Regions from separate parts of the Mus musculus genome. Here region 1 is linked to region 2. The links are chromatin contacts, called in public promoter capture Hi-C maps. All regions are on one chromosome and are shown on one strand. The core of a region is the stretch at or near the end of the contact, and the rest is flanking DNA. Distances in the headings are between cores, read along the strand shown. Region 1 overlaps Nrcam (neuronal cell adhesion molecule). Region 2 overlaps Pnpla8 (patatin-like phospholipase domain containing 8).

Evidence for each region. Capture Hi-C pulls out chosen DNA fragments and counts their contacts.
Region 1: a contact with region 2 is called in a promoter capture Hi-C map of adipose tissue. The contact joins two enhancer-like sites. A contact is called at or near these places in 1 of 15 datasets of contacts at CTCF or cohesin (pro-B cells), 19 of 484 Hi-C or Micro-C datasets (the C2C12 cell line, DN3 thymocytes, LSK cells and 14 more), 3 of 115 datasets of contacts at active chromatin or transcription factors (embryonic stem cells and epiblast stem cells) and 3 of 9 other capture datasets (adipose tissue, liver and pancreatic islet).

What each region holds. Positions count from the first base shown.
Region 1 is chr12:44,454,831-44,461,287 of GRCm38.p6, forward strand. It overlaps Nrcam (neuronal cell adhesion molecule), which reads left to right. Exons shown (of 31, transcript NM_176930.4): 3 at 1,795-1,872. Among named protein-coding and RNA genes, the nearest start is that of Nrcam, 130 kb to the left of the region's middle. Within about 2 kb of position 3,326, at least 10 of the 459 cell types and tissues checked have an H3K27ac peak or open chromatin away from gene starts, as enhancers often do. A contact at or near this core is called in adipose tissue, where this site is marked.
Region 2 is chr12:44,281,979-44,288,423 of GRCm38.p6, forward strand. Pnpla8 (patatin-like phospholipase domain containing 8) reads left to right here. Exons shown (of 10, transcript NM_026164.2): 2 at 600-1,726; 3 at 1,815-1,964; 4 at 6,193-6,344. The coding sequence starts at 689. Among named protein-coding and RNA genes, the nearest start is that of Pnpla8, 16 kb to the left of the region's middle. Within about 2 kb of position 1,568, at least 37 of the 459 cell types and tissues checked have an H3K27ac peak or open chromatin away from gene starts, as enhancers often do. A contact at or near this core is called in adipose tissue, where this site is marked.

The sequences.
Region 1 (6,457 bases), core at 2,076-4,575, 170 kb after region 2:
GTGTAACTTGTTATATGGACAGAGTCCCCCCCCAGAGTATCATCCCATTGGCTGTTGAGTAGCACATCTCAAAAAGACAAAACAAAACAAAAACATCACCACAACAAAACAACGAAAACAACAACAACAACAACAAAACCCTTACTTTCATCTACACATCTTTCATTGCTTAACTCCGCAGTTTTTAGGTACAGCCTGAAGGTGTCTGAGGTACCACCTCGCCATCCTCTTCGTTATTCCTGGGGTTTCACTGCTCTGTTGGTAGACTCTCCACACTTTGCCCTTGCTACTTACTTTGTGACTAATGCCCTTCCAAGCAGAATGCTTTTCTCATTTATCTTTAAGGTTCTAGTCAGTGGTCTTCCAGGGGAAAGTCATCTTGTAGAATGAAATATACCTTTGTCTGAAAGATCACAATATTCTCTAATACTGTGTTTTGTAGAGGCTTCTGATATTTCCATCTGTGGCCCCAATCAGCAAGTGAATTGAAATTTCTAGTAGGAGTGTCTGATTTATGGTTTATTTATTTATTTATTTATTTAATATTAGATGTATAGGCATTGCAATATACATGTTTCTCAAGTGTATCTATTGAGCTGTTAACTGAAGACAGAGCTTCAAATTTTTTATAGACTCTCTCCAACATAACATTAGAAGTTCTTTTTCTTTTTCTATATAGTTATCATATATTAAGGGAAGAAAATGTTTATTACTTTCAAACTGTGTTTTATTCCAAGAAACACTGACTTTCAGAATACTAAGGTTTTGCCCTGATAAGATAATAATCCATTAAATGCAAAGAAAGTCAAAATACCTTTACGTGTGAGGTAAAGAATTTCTTTAAATTTAAGACATAAAATTTCATCAGCCATGGATAAATCGAAGCAGTTGAACTCACTGCAATGCTCTTTTTACTTCATTTCTGGGGTAATTTTGAGATTGATGATGTCCTAACATTTGACTGCAGCCCAGGGTGGCTGAATTGATACTTGTTTCTCTTCTCTGAAAGATGTTTTCAGTGGTCGATAGTGCGAGTTCTGTTTTCAAAAATACCAAGTCCAAAAAGATACAAATGCTCCCTTAGGAATCCTTGGGTGGCATTGAATTGCTTGTCTGAAGGCTGAGATGTGATGTGCTCAGTGTGATTGCTCTGTTTCTCATCCAGGGCGTCCTTTCCTGGCTAACTCTTCTTTGGTATATTTGCTTAGGAAATGCTGAGGTGTACAGAAGAGAGGAGTTGTGGATCAGAGAGTCAGGGGCTGCCTGAGATAGAGCTTTTGCATTGCTATAGGTGTGATTTTTTTCCCCTCAAGTTTTAGCTGTTTTCCTCAGCTCATGATGATCCTCACTGAGAGGTAGAACATACAAATATAGGCAAAAGACTTCCTATGTTCCTAAATAGAAAACCTAACTACCAATCAAAAGCACACAGCCAGAAAGTATTTTATCCACACTGTCTGTCTGTCTGTCTGTCTACATATCTGCATAACTGTCTGTATTTCTTCATCTGTCTAAACAATCCTCTATCTCCAAATTGGATTCAGACTGACTCTTCAGGTTAGAATCCATTAATATGATGTATAGTCATCCTAGTCACCTCCCTGGTGTCACTTTTGATAGAAACCAACAGAGAGATGTTTTGGCAAATGTATTCATAATTTGTCTTCCTCGCAGGGCTCTCTCTGTGATTGTGTGTCCCATCAGGGACTCTGTTAACTTATTGGCAATCTACTTTGATTGATGGGAACTGATGTCTTATTAACATTCTCCCACCCCCAACTTTTCTATCCACAGAGCAATGCTAAGAAAACCTTTGGCTTAAGGAATTAAAACGAAATACCACTTCTTCAAGTAAGAAGACCTACTTCAAAGGTAGGATGTGCATTTTTTTATAATATTTAAGATTATAAAGTGAATTATACCATAAAATATGTGATTGTGTAATATTAGCATCATGTCTGATACTTTTCATCAGAGAGCATGACAAAAGACAGGAAGGGAGAATACAAATGTAGAGACATTTATCATTTCACTTGTCAAAGAGAATAGATCAAATACACAGAGAAGGACCTAGCCTTGCTCTCTCGTCATTGTGTGGAAGTAATGTTTGTGCTTTTTTTCAAGCATTTCTCTTTAATCACAGAAAATAGCACTGCTCATAAAAAAATTCCTGAAGTAACTGAAGGTTAAAAAGCATTCCTATTACATGTGAACAAATATCAGAAAACTGAAAATATGGCATCCTGTTTTTCTTGTATCTCAAAATAAGGGAAAGGTCAGTTCTGAGAGTTTAAGTGTATGCCTTCTGTCTGGCAAGGCCTTTCCTAGCCCCTGTTTCCCACTCTTTGAACCTCACATCCCACTCCATTTGTGTCAAATAGGATTACCAACTCCAGAGCAGACCATGCTTGGCCTGGGTGGCCTTCTGAAAGGCCACCGATTGTAGTCTATTTCACTTGGTGAAAAATATCTTAAGTGGAAATCAGGAACATAGTTCAGAGAACTAGATCTCAACCAACAAGAGCTCTCTTAAAGAATTATAAGGCCCCTATTGTTCAGATGTCTGCTTCTGTACTTCATAGGTTTAATTAAACAAATGAATTCTCATGGAGTTTAATTAAGAAGATTGCATGCAAGATTTTGAGGTAGCAAAATCCTTCCAGCATGTTTTGCTCATTGTTCTTGAGAAGAGTTGATCTATTGAGATGTCATTTTGTAGTTAAGAGGAAATGATTCATGCCTCCAGCTGAATTTGTTATCATTGTGTTGTCTGGAAACTGATTTCATGTGATGGATTCTTGTAGTATTCTAAAATACCATCAGAGACCCCCATAATCAGTGATGTAGAAATTAATATTGCCTGTGATAATATCTAGCCTTCTGTAAATAGTCTGTAGCATGTTTGTTAGGAGACGCAGAGAGAGGTCAAAGGCTAGTGATTATTTTTAGGTTGTTGTTCCTAGAGAATGAGGATTGTACCAGAAGGCAAGGTGTGTCAAGCGATCCTGAGGGTCACTCGAGGTTGTACTGGAAGGATGCAGTGATTTGACATAACCTGAGTGCTTTCCCAATCACTGAGATATTGTGCCATAGCTCTAAGGGGATTTTCTTGGCAGGATATGATATTTTCTCTTTCTTGTTGTTTAAAAAGATAGTCGGTTTTAAGAATTTCTTGTCTTCCAGAGAAGGAAGCAAAAAGGCTGAATTTCACCTTTCCAAATACATACTTGCTGATCTGTTTGGCTAGCCTTTTAAGTGACTAATGAGAACTTTCTCTTGGCAGGCTGCTAGAGCTGATGAAATATCTCATTTTTGTCTTTGTGAATGGACTCATCTGGCCAAAAACCGAACACAGAGAATCTTCCCAATTTTTGTCCCTTGTCTCACAAAGACATGCTGAAACTTCCCGAAATTCTAAAGCATGCTTGTGTTCAGAATGTCCCCAGGCTATTCAGCCATTGCCTCTGACATTAGACTAAGAAAGTTGTGGGGGGAGAGGAGGGCGGACATTACAGCAACTTAGCTTTCAGTTGAGATTCCCACAACTCAACTTGTTAATGTGTTGTAGTGTCTGAAAGATGTGAGATGCCAGAATTGTGGACTGTTTGGGAAGCCAATATCCCTCCCAGATCTTTCCTGTCTCTTCGTGTCTCATGTTGAATATATTCAGACTTATCATTTACCCTAATGTGTAAGTGTTCTCTTATTTGAAAGAAAGGCTCAAATGGGGGAATTTCTTTAATCCACCATTTAATGTGAAGAGCAAGAACTTCCCTGCAATCACACCCTTAACCTAGTTTCCACTATGGCTATGTTACTGCATGGGAGGTCATCCACGCATCTTAAAGACTGGTCACACTTGGCAGACTGTGAAAAAGGAAAACTCTAGCAGTCTAAAAGGCGATTGGAATTGTTTAATTGTTGATGACTGGAAAGTTGTTTCTTCATTTGGGCTTGTGAGATTCAGTTGTTTGTTCATCATAGGAGAATGGTGCTCATATTCTCAATGGGTAGTAAACTGAAAGGGAGATCTGATTTCATACTTCAGTTGATTTGTAAATGCAGACGACTATTTTAATGGAAAACCTGAATAGGAACATAAGTTTAATATTACCCAACAATGAAGGAATCTTTCTAAAGTTGAGAAGTTTATCCCATGTTATTAGATACAAATCAAAGTCAGGAAGCAAAAACTGCCCACAAAAAGAAATATGGTCTCACAAAACTGGAGGTGGAAAGCTCGTGGATAATTCAGTAATTCTGAGAATCCTAGAATTTATAAAAACAAAAACAGAGGTCTAAGTATCTTTATTATTTTGTACCAGTTGAATTTACCTGATATTTAGTAACAGAGAAAACCACTCCACCCTTTCCTTGTGGTTACTAATTCTCTCTTAACCAGATGTATTGAGAGGGCAAGATCCAGATTTCAACTAAGTGACAGCATCCCTGAGGTATTGCATGTGAGTTCTGCCTCTATGGTGGTCACAACGAGCATCTCCCAGATGAGCTGCTCTCCACACAGGAAGTCTTCCTTGAAAGCCCGATGATTGCAATGAGTAATATTCTTCCATTCTGAGAATTCCCCAGCTTTTCTTGTCCATTTTTCAGTAAATGAATACATATTATATATGCATATATATTAATGTTTATTATTTATTTGAGAATGTCAACAATGTATTTTGATCATAATCACCTCTCATTCCTCCTTTTCACTCCTCTAAGATTAATCTTCACTTTCCCACCTACTCCTAACTGTGTCCTCTTTTAAAACAGTAACCCACAGTCTTATTTGTGATGATGATATACTCTTGGGGCATCCACTGGAGCATAGTTGACCTATTAGATGCTATACCTTTAATAAAAACTGAGTCTTCCTCCTTTAGAACCCGTGGCCTATCAATGGCATCTCAGCTAGGATGGTGCTCATGAGTCCATTCCTCAGTCCATGCTGGAATAGTGACTGGCTTGATCCTGTGGCTGGCAACAACTCTTACTAAGTTCATAAGTGCAACTGTCTTTTGCTCTATTCTTCCCTGACCTCTGGCTCTTATGATTTTTCTCATCTTCTGCCATGGTCTCTTAAGTTGTGGGGGAAGGATGATGATGATGATGATGATGATGATGTGTGTGTGTGTGTGTGTGTGTGTGTGTGTGTAGCATTCCACTGACACTTCTTTTCTACTCTTTGACCAATTGTGAGTTTCTGAGTTAACCACTGTCCACTACACTGAGAAACTTCTCCTAGTGCAGTGAAAGCTGCACTACTCTGTCGATATAGAGATATAAATTTAAAGGGTCGTTTGACACTGTGTTCATTTAGCAAAATGATAGTAATAGGTTCACCTCCAGGATGTATAAGCTCTCCATCATCATCATCACCATCATCTTTTGTCACCCAATTTACGGTTTCAGGCATGCATTTCCTCCTGTGAGTTAGCCCTTACATACCATTAGAAAGCTATTGGTCACTCCTATAAGATTTATGTTACTATTGTACCAGTGACCATATGTTGCTGCACAGGTGTACTTTACTTCATAGACTTTAAAGCTGGTAAAAATGATGATTTTTCTTCCTATAAGCTTACATAGTACCTTTCAATATTAGGAAAGCTAGCCAGAGGGGAGGAAGGTTCTTGATCAGTTCCACTGATTTTTTTTTTTTTTTTTCATGTCCTGGGACCCAAGGGTATGCTGTCCTCAGCAATAGAGTCAACTATTAAGTTCTGGTGGGGAACCAAGAGCAAATGCCAACAGTTTACGTTATTTTGCAAGGTCTCTGGGATAATGCTGACCAACAGCTAGAGGGGTGGTATATCACACCTGGCACTGGGATTTCTCCACGACAACCTACAGCTTCTAGGAGGAATATTATCACCTGTGTAGGGGAATTCCAATTAAACTTTGAAAAATTGGCTTATTTTATGTCTATGAGTGTTTTTTCCTGAACACAGACAGACAGACAGACAGACAGACAGACAGACACACACACACAGAGTTATATATGGGGTAATAGGATTTAATAAGGGCTCAGTTTACAGCAAAAGAATTCCCAACCCTATGGGAATAACTTAGAAATGGAATTGTCCTGGCCCCTTGCTGGGCCCATGAATCTCTGCCCAGGGAAGAGTGAGTTTCCAATGGAGACACAGGCCTGTTTACACATCTTTCTTATCATTCCAGTGCAAGTCTCTCCAATATTTTTCTCTCTACAAAAAGTTTGAAAAGAACAAAAATGAAATGCATGACAGGAGCATCCAGAGGGCGGTAAATGCCACCAGGAGTTTGAAGATTGGGAGAGCTTCTCCCTGTGATGCCTCTGTGTGTGTGTGTGTGTGTGTGTGCCTGTGTGTCTGTGTGTGTGTGAGTGTGTGTGTATGTGTGTGTGTGTATGTGTGTGTGTGCCACATGCATGTCTGGTGACCATGGAAGTCAGAAGAGTTTTCCAGATCCTCAA
Region 2 (6,445 bases), core at 318-2,817:
CGTCATACCATGTTCACTGTGGACTGAGCAGTCTATAAAGATACACAACAGATTAAATAAAGGCCTGACCCTTGCCTTCAGAGTACTAAAAATCTGATGTCTTAAACTAGTGAATAATTGAATAATAAAAAGAGAAACTGTATAATTAGAAAAACCTAGTAGGAGATGTCTCTGAATTCTTCTCCTAAACATCCTACTTCCAGCTTCTCACTGACATCTGCAGTGAACGCTTATTTATTCCTCCTTACTTTAAAAATGAAATCTCATCAGCATTTTGGAGATACAGTAGTGTATCTTTTAAAATTTTCATGTATTGATTTTTTTATGTGTTTGAGTGTTTTCCCTGCATATATATCTGTGTACCATATTTGTGCAGTGCCCTTGGAGACTTGGAAAGGGTACCTGACCCCCTGGAACTGGGAGCTGAACCCAGTCTTCTAACAAGAGCAAGAAGTACTCTCTTTACTGCTGAACCATCTCTCTAGCTTTATTCCATCTTTCTTTGAGATGGTTTATTGCTGTGGTACAAAGTCATATATATTAACTCAACTTTAATTTTTAACTTGAATGCTAATTAATTTTTTTTTTAACTATTTCAGGTAAGACCATGAATTATGGAATTTCCTAAATGAAGCATTCAGGAATGGAATGAGAGAATGTCACATAGAAAATAAATGATTTTTAAGTTATGTCTATTAATTTGACTCTAGATATATATATTTACTTCCTTAATAATGCAAGAAGTCTTTGTGGGAAACAGAGAAGCAAACAATTGCATTTTGTGTGTTCTAAACAGTATTGGCGCATGAACCATGTCAATGTGCACAGAGAGTTTCACACAAGTAAGAAAAGCTGTAAATGGAATAGAAGTGAAGCACATTGCAGCAAACACTGGCACTCTCCAAGCAACCATGGCTTACACTTTGGAATTGTGAGACTTAGCACTTCTGCTCCCAAGGGACTTACAAAAGTGAGCATTCATATGTCCCGTATTAAAAGTACTTTGAATTCAGTTTCAAAGGCTATTTTTGGCAGTCAAAATGAAATGGTTACACGGTTAGCTCAATTTAAGCCAAGTTCTCGAATATTAAGAAAAGTATCAGATAAGGGATGGTTAAAACAAAAAAATGTTAAGCAAGCCGTCGAGTCTCTGAAAAACTATAGTGATAAATCAGCAGGAAAGAATTCTTTAGCAGAACAGAAAAGTTACTTTGCAGATAAAGAAGAAGATTCAGGTAAACACAGCCTTTTCCATTACACATACGGTATAACCACCAGATTTGGAGAGTCATTCTCCGTTTTAGCAAATCATATTAATTCCTATTTCAAAAGCAAGGGAAAAATGTCTCAAACAAAGGAAGATAAACAGCTTCAGGACAAGCCAGACCTTGAAGAAAGGAAATCCAGTTCTCCAGGCCCTGACACCGTGGCAGACAGGCCAGACTCGGAATCTCCCCTAGAAGTTAAAGACAAACTTTCCAGCCCGACCCAGATGCCTGAGGCTCACCCAGTGTCTGCAAAACAAAGTATTGCTAACTTCCTTTCTCGTCCCACTGAAGGCGTACAAGCCTTAGTCGGTGGTTACATTGGTGGACTTGTACCCAAATTAAAGTCTGATCCCAAGAGTCCGCCCGAAGAACAGGAAGTGTCTGCTAAAACAGAGCAGGCTGTTAACAAAGACAAGAAGGCAGAGGAGAAAAAGCGTGTGCTACTTCAGCAAGAAAAGGCAAGTTGTCTTTCAGTGTGGGCTTAAGAAATGTTAACCATTTGTAGAGTAACTCCATCTTCTAATCATGTTTCATATCCCCTTACAGATTATTGCAAGAGTGAGTATTGATAACAGAACTCGAGCCTTAGTTCAGGCCTTAAGAAGAACAGCCGACCCAAAGCTCTGTATTACTAGGGTTGAAGAACTGACTTTTCATCTTCTAGAATTTCCTGAAGGAAAAGGAGTGGCTATCAAGGTAATTTCTAACTTATTTAATATTTGTCTTGAAAAAAAATTTAAATAAGCCTATTAAAGTGGGGAATGCAAAGCCTTTTTTATTTAAAATTTTTTGTTCTTTTAAATCATACAATATATATTCAGGAATTGTCTTATTTTATCATACACATTAGGCTAATGAGTTCCTTTTGTGCTGTGACATAAATTCTGCTATGAGCATGAATATTTATACTTTGAAGTGGAGCATACGTTTATGTCAGTTCCATTGCCTCAGAATCGTCAAATTCTTAATTGCAGTGCAGCTGTTTTACTGTGTAATTATTTTTCAAGATAGGAAATAGCCAGATGTGGTCAAACACCTTTAATCCCAGTATTTGGATCATAAATGTGAGACCAGCCTAGGCTATTTATTAAGATTCTGTCTAAAAGCAAAAGACGGAAACATAATGTGGAAAGCCATTGCTTTTGCACTTTGCCGGCCCCGCCAGGGTCTCTCCCGGGCTGAGCCCATGGCCTAAAAGAAACACACCAAGCCAGGAGTCTTGTTGAAGCAGGAACTCAGCTTTACGGCATCAGCCCCTCACTTATATAAGTTCGGAACATAGGGAGGGGGATTGTTGGTGGGGTAAGATGTCGTAGGAAGTGGAGAAGGGTGACCGAGGGTATGGAGTGACAGGGCCAAAGGCAGAGTTCTACATCAGCAGTGGCGGGGTAGAGGCAGGGCAGAGGCAGGGCCAAACTAGTCTTACTGAGTCACCCAGCTAGTAAGGGAATGAGACAGGTCTCAAAATTCAAGTCAGGCTTAGGTGTTCCCACAAGACCGCAGAAACTCAAGCCAGGCTTGGGTTTGTCCTCAAGGCCCAAACCAGGGCCAAAATGGGGCCCAACATTTCACGTTATCCCCTAATTTGGAAATACCATAATGATATTGTTACTGTTTACTAAAACCCAGTTAGTGCTTTTTTTTAACCTACCACTCAGAAAATTGTTAATTCATACTTTCTCTACCATTTGATATCTGTCTTGTTGAAAAGTATTTCTTTGAAATGTACCCTTCAGTAGTTTTATATTGTATAACACATACATTCAGAGTTTATATATTTCATATTCCTAAAATTTAAGATTTATCTTTCATATATATTGATATATTTTTGGAGATATGTTTTTGAAATACAGGTGTGCTTTTAAAGATAATGTTCATGTCAGGGATACCTAGAAAGGAGAGATCTAAAATATAATTACTGTTTTAGTCTCCGAGTTGCTGTAACAGAACACCTCACACTGGATAGGTTGTACCCAACAGCAGTCTGTTCCTCGTAATGTGCATATTGCGAAGCACAGGGAAAGTGCTGGCACGCCTGGTGGCTGGTGAAGGTTTGATGGGTGTATGCTGCAGCTTGTAAGTAACTCAGGCACACGCAGAAGAAACAGCACAGCAGCTCATTTCAGCTAAACTTTCAAGGTCTCTAAACTCATATGTGAGGCAGAGGTATTATATCCTAAACACTACCCAAAAGACCTTACTTTTTAATACTGTACTAGGAACTAAGTTCCAACATAAACTACAAGAGGTCTAGCATTCAGACATAGCATATGATATAAAGAATGATTTAACAGCATCTTATGCAAGAATAACATAGGTACTTTTGTGTCAATGGAAGTTCACAGACTTGGCACAGAAGCAAAGAGAACATCACCAGTGCCCTAGAAGTCTTTCTTCTACCTCTCAGTCTTAGTCTGCAAAAAAAAGGATAATTTGAGCTCCACGTGTGATTGCTTTCTTTCCATCAGCACATTGATAGGATTTACTCAGTGTGGCAGGTAGTTGTAAATGATTTGTTCTCCTTTTATTTAGTATGGTGGGTCAAAATTGGTTGTTTGTGTTGTACTGTTAATAGATCTGGGTAGTTTTCAGCTTTAGTATGTTAGGAATAGTCATGATAGTTGAATTATTAAGGAGTCTCTTATATTTGAGAACTGATTCCAAATCCAAGAAATATTGAGTACCAAGAAGAAAATTCTATTTAGATTAGTCAGAAATGAAAATCTAGGTAATTGGAAAAAGTTCTCACCTTTCCTCTAAATAATAATCTAAAACCAAGAACTGAAGAAATTGTTTGCATCATGTTTTGCTCAACTGTGATCTTTCCCAACTAAACTTTTCCTGTTGCCAACTTCTCCTATTGTTTTAAGCAGCTTTTCACTTTCTTCTTTATATTCTTCAGTTAGGTACATTATGTAAGTTTACCTAAGCCTTAAATTTACTCTGTAGTTCATGCTGGCCTGATCATTGTCATCCTCCTGCCTCTCTGCCTTTCAAGTGCTAGATTTGTAGATACATACCACTTTGTAGGGGGTTAACCAGCTTTTTCACTGGTTGACAAAGTCCCTTTGTATTAAGTTATGGTATAAGTTTTCTAGGAGAATGTGTGTGTACCATGTCTTACCTACCAGTCCTTATCTTTTTTATCTTTTTTTTTTTAAAGAACAACTACTAGTTTTAATTTAGTCCAGTTTATATGTGTTCAATTTAAGAAATATTTGTAGCCGGGCGTGGTGGCGCACACCTTTAATCCCAGCACTTGCGAGGCAGAGGCAGGCGGATTTCTGAGTTCAAGGCCAGCCTGGTCTACAAAGTGAGTTCCAGGACAGCCAGGGCTACACAGAGAAACCCTGTCTTGGGGGAAAAAAAAAAGAAGAAGAAAGAAATATTTGTATTTCCACATTTTGCCTGATAAGTGTAGCTCTCACCCACTTACCAGAGAAGTTTTTGGGGGATGGGGGAGGAAGAATTGCCGTAGTAGTGGTGGAAAGATTGTAAGAGACAGAGATTCAGGATACTTGCTGCTGGGTTGTGTCCCCTGGACATGACAGGGAGAATGTACTTACAAATTCACAGCCAATTTCTTCCACTGATTTAAGCATCTTGTCTTTTTCTTCTGACTAGACAGGCATAATGATAACATCAAGTGAAAATGCTAATGTGGGGTGGAGAAATTCCACAGGCCTCTACTCTAGATGAAGAAATGCATACAGGTTGTCAGTGGCTGCTGAGAGGCAGAACCAGTTCCCTCTAGGGAAGAGCTCCCATACAGGTTGTCTAAACCCAAGTGGTTTGCTCTGGACATGTACATTCAGGCAAAGCTTAATGGACTCAATAGGTTGTGTATACACACACACACGCACACGCACACGCACACACACACACACACACACACACACGCACACACGCACATGCGCACTCGCCATCATTACCATCACCACCATTAACAAGCAGGAAGAAGAGGTCATGAGTGTGGGAGGGAGGGGCATAGGAGGAGAGGAGGTCACGATGCAGGTGCAGAACTCATAGGCAGTTCTCCCTCCCACAAAGGGAATTGCCTAACCTAAGTGTTTTTCTGTGCTGCTTCTAAAATTATGTTTTTACCTTTCACACCAGTGTGTATTGCTCATCTAGGATAGATTTGATTTTGCTATATAAGGCAGAAGATTTGGTACTTAATACACCTGTCCAGTTAAACAAGTGACCATTGATTGGAAAAAATTTGTCATAAATGAGGCAATTATACATGGATCCATTTTTATAAATAGTCTGTTTCTGGATATAGTATTTGGTTCTGCTAATATATCTATTTTTGCTCCAACATTGTACTTCCTAAATACTTTAGCTTTATAATAAACCTAATGTCTGGCCATGTGTCTTTTATCTTTGGTCTTTTTTTAATGATTTATTTTATGTGTATTAGTGTTTTGCTTGCATTTATGTTTGTGTAAGGGTATTGGATCCCACCTGGCTGAGACTACAGAGATAGATGTGAGCTGTCATGTGGGTGTTAGGAATTGAACCTGGATCCTCTGGAAGAACAGCTAGTGCTCTTAATTGTGCCATCTCTCTAGCCCCTTAACTTTGTTTTTCCTTATAATTTTAGTTCAGCTATTCTTAAAAAGAAAAGTATTTATTTTAATTTTTAAACTTATATATATGCATGTGTGTTATATAAGTAGGTGTATGTACATGGAAGTAAAGTTGCCTGTGGAAGCCAGAAGAGGTCATTGGCTCACCTAGAGCTAGAGATACACATGGTTGGGAACTACCAGATATGGATGCTATGACCAAAACTGAATCTTTGCAAGAGCAGTACATGTTTTTAACCACTGAGCCATCTCTCCAGCCTCCTAGCTTGGCTATTATTTTTCTTCCTTCCTGGTTTGACATAAATAACAAAAGATCTTTTTTCTCAATGTAGGAAAAAATTATTCCATATTTATTACGGCTGAGACAAGTTAAGGATGAAACTCTTCAGGCTGCAGTTAGAGAAATTTTGGCTTTAATTGGTTATGTAGATCCAGTGAAAGGCAGAGGAATCCGAATCCTCACCATTGATGGTGGAGGAACAAGGTAAGTCTGGCAAAAATGGTTTTTAAGACTACAGGTTTCATTGATCTTTAGAGAGTTTAAAGAAAATGGTTTAATATAGTTATTAATGGTTTAATATAGTT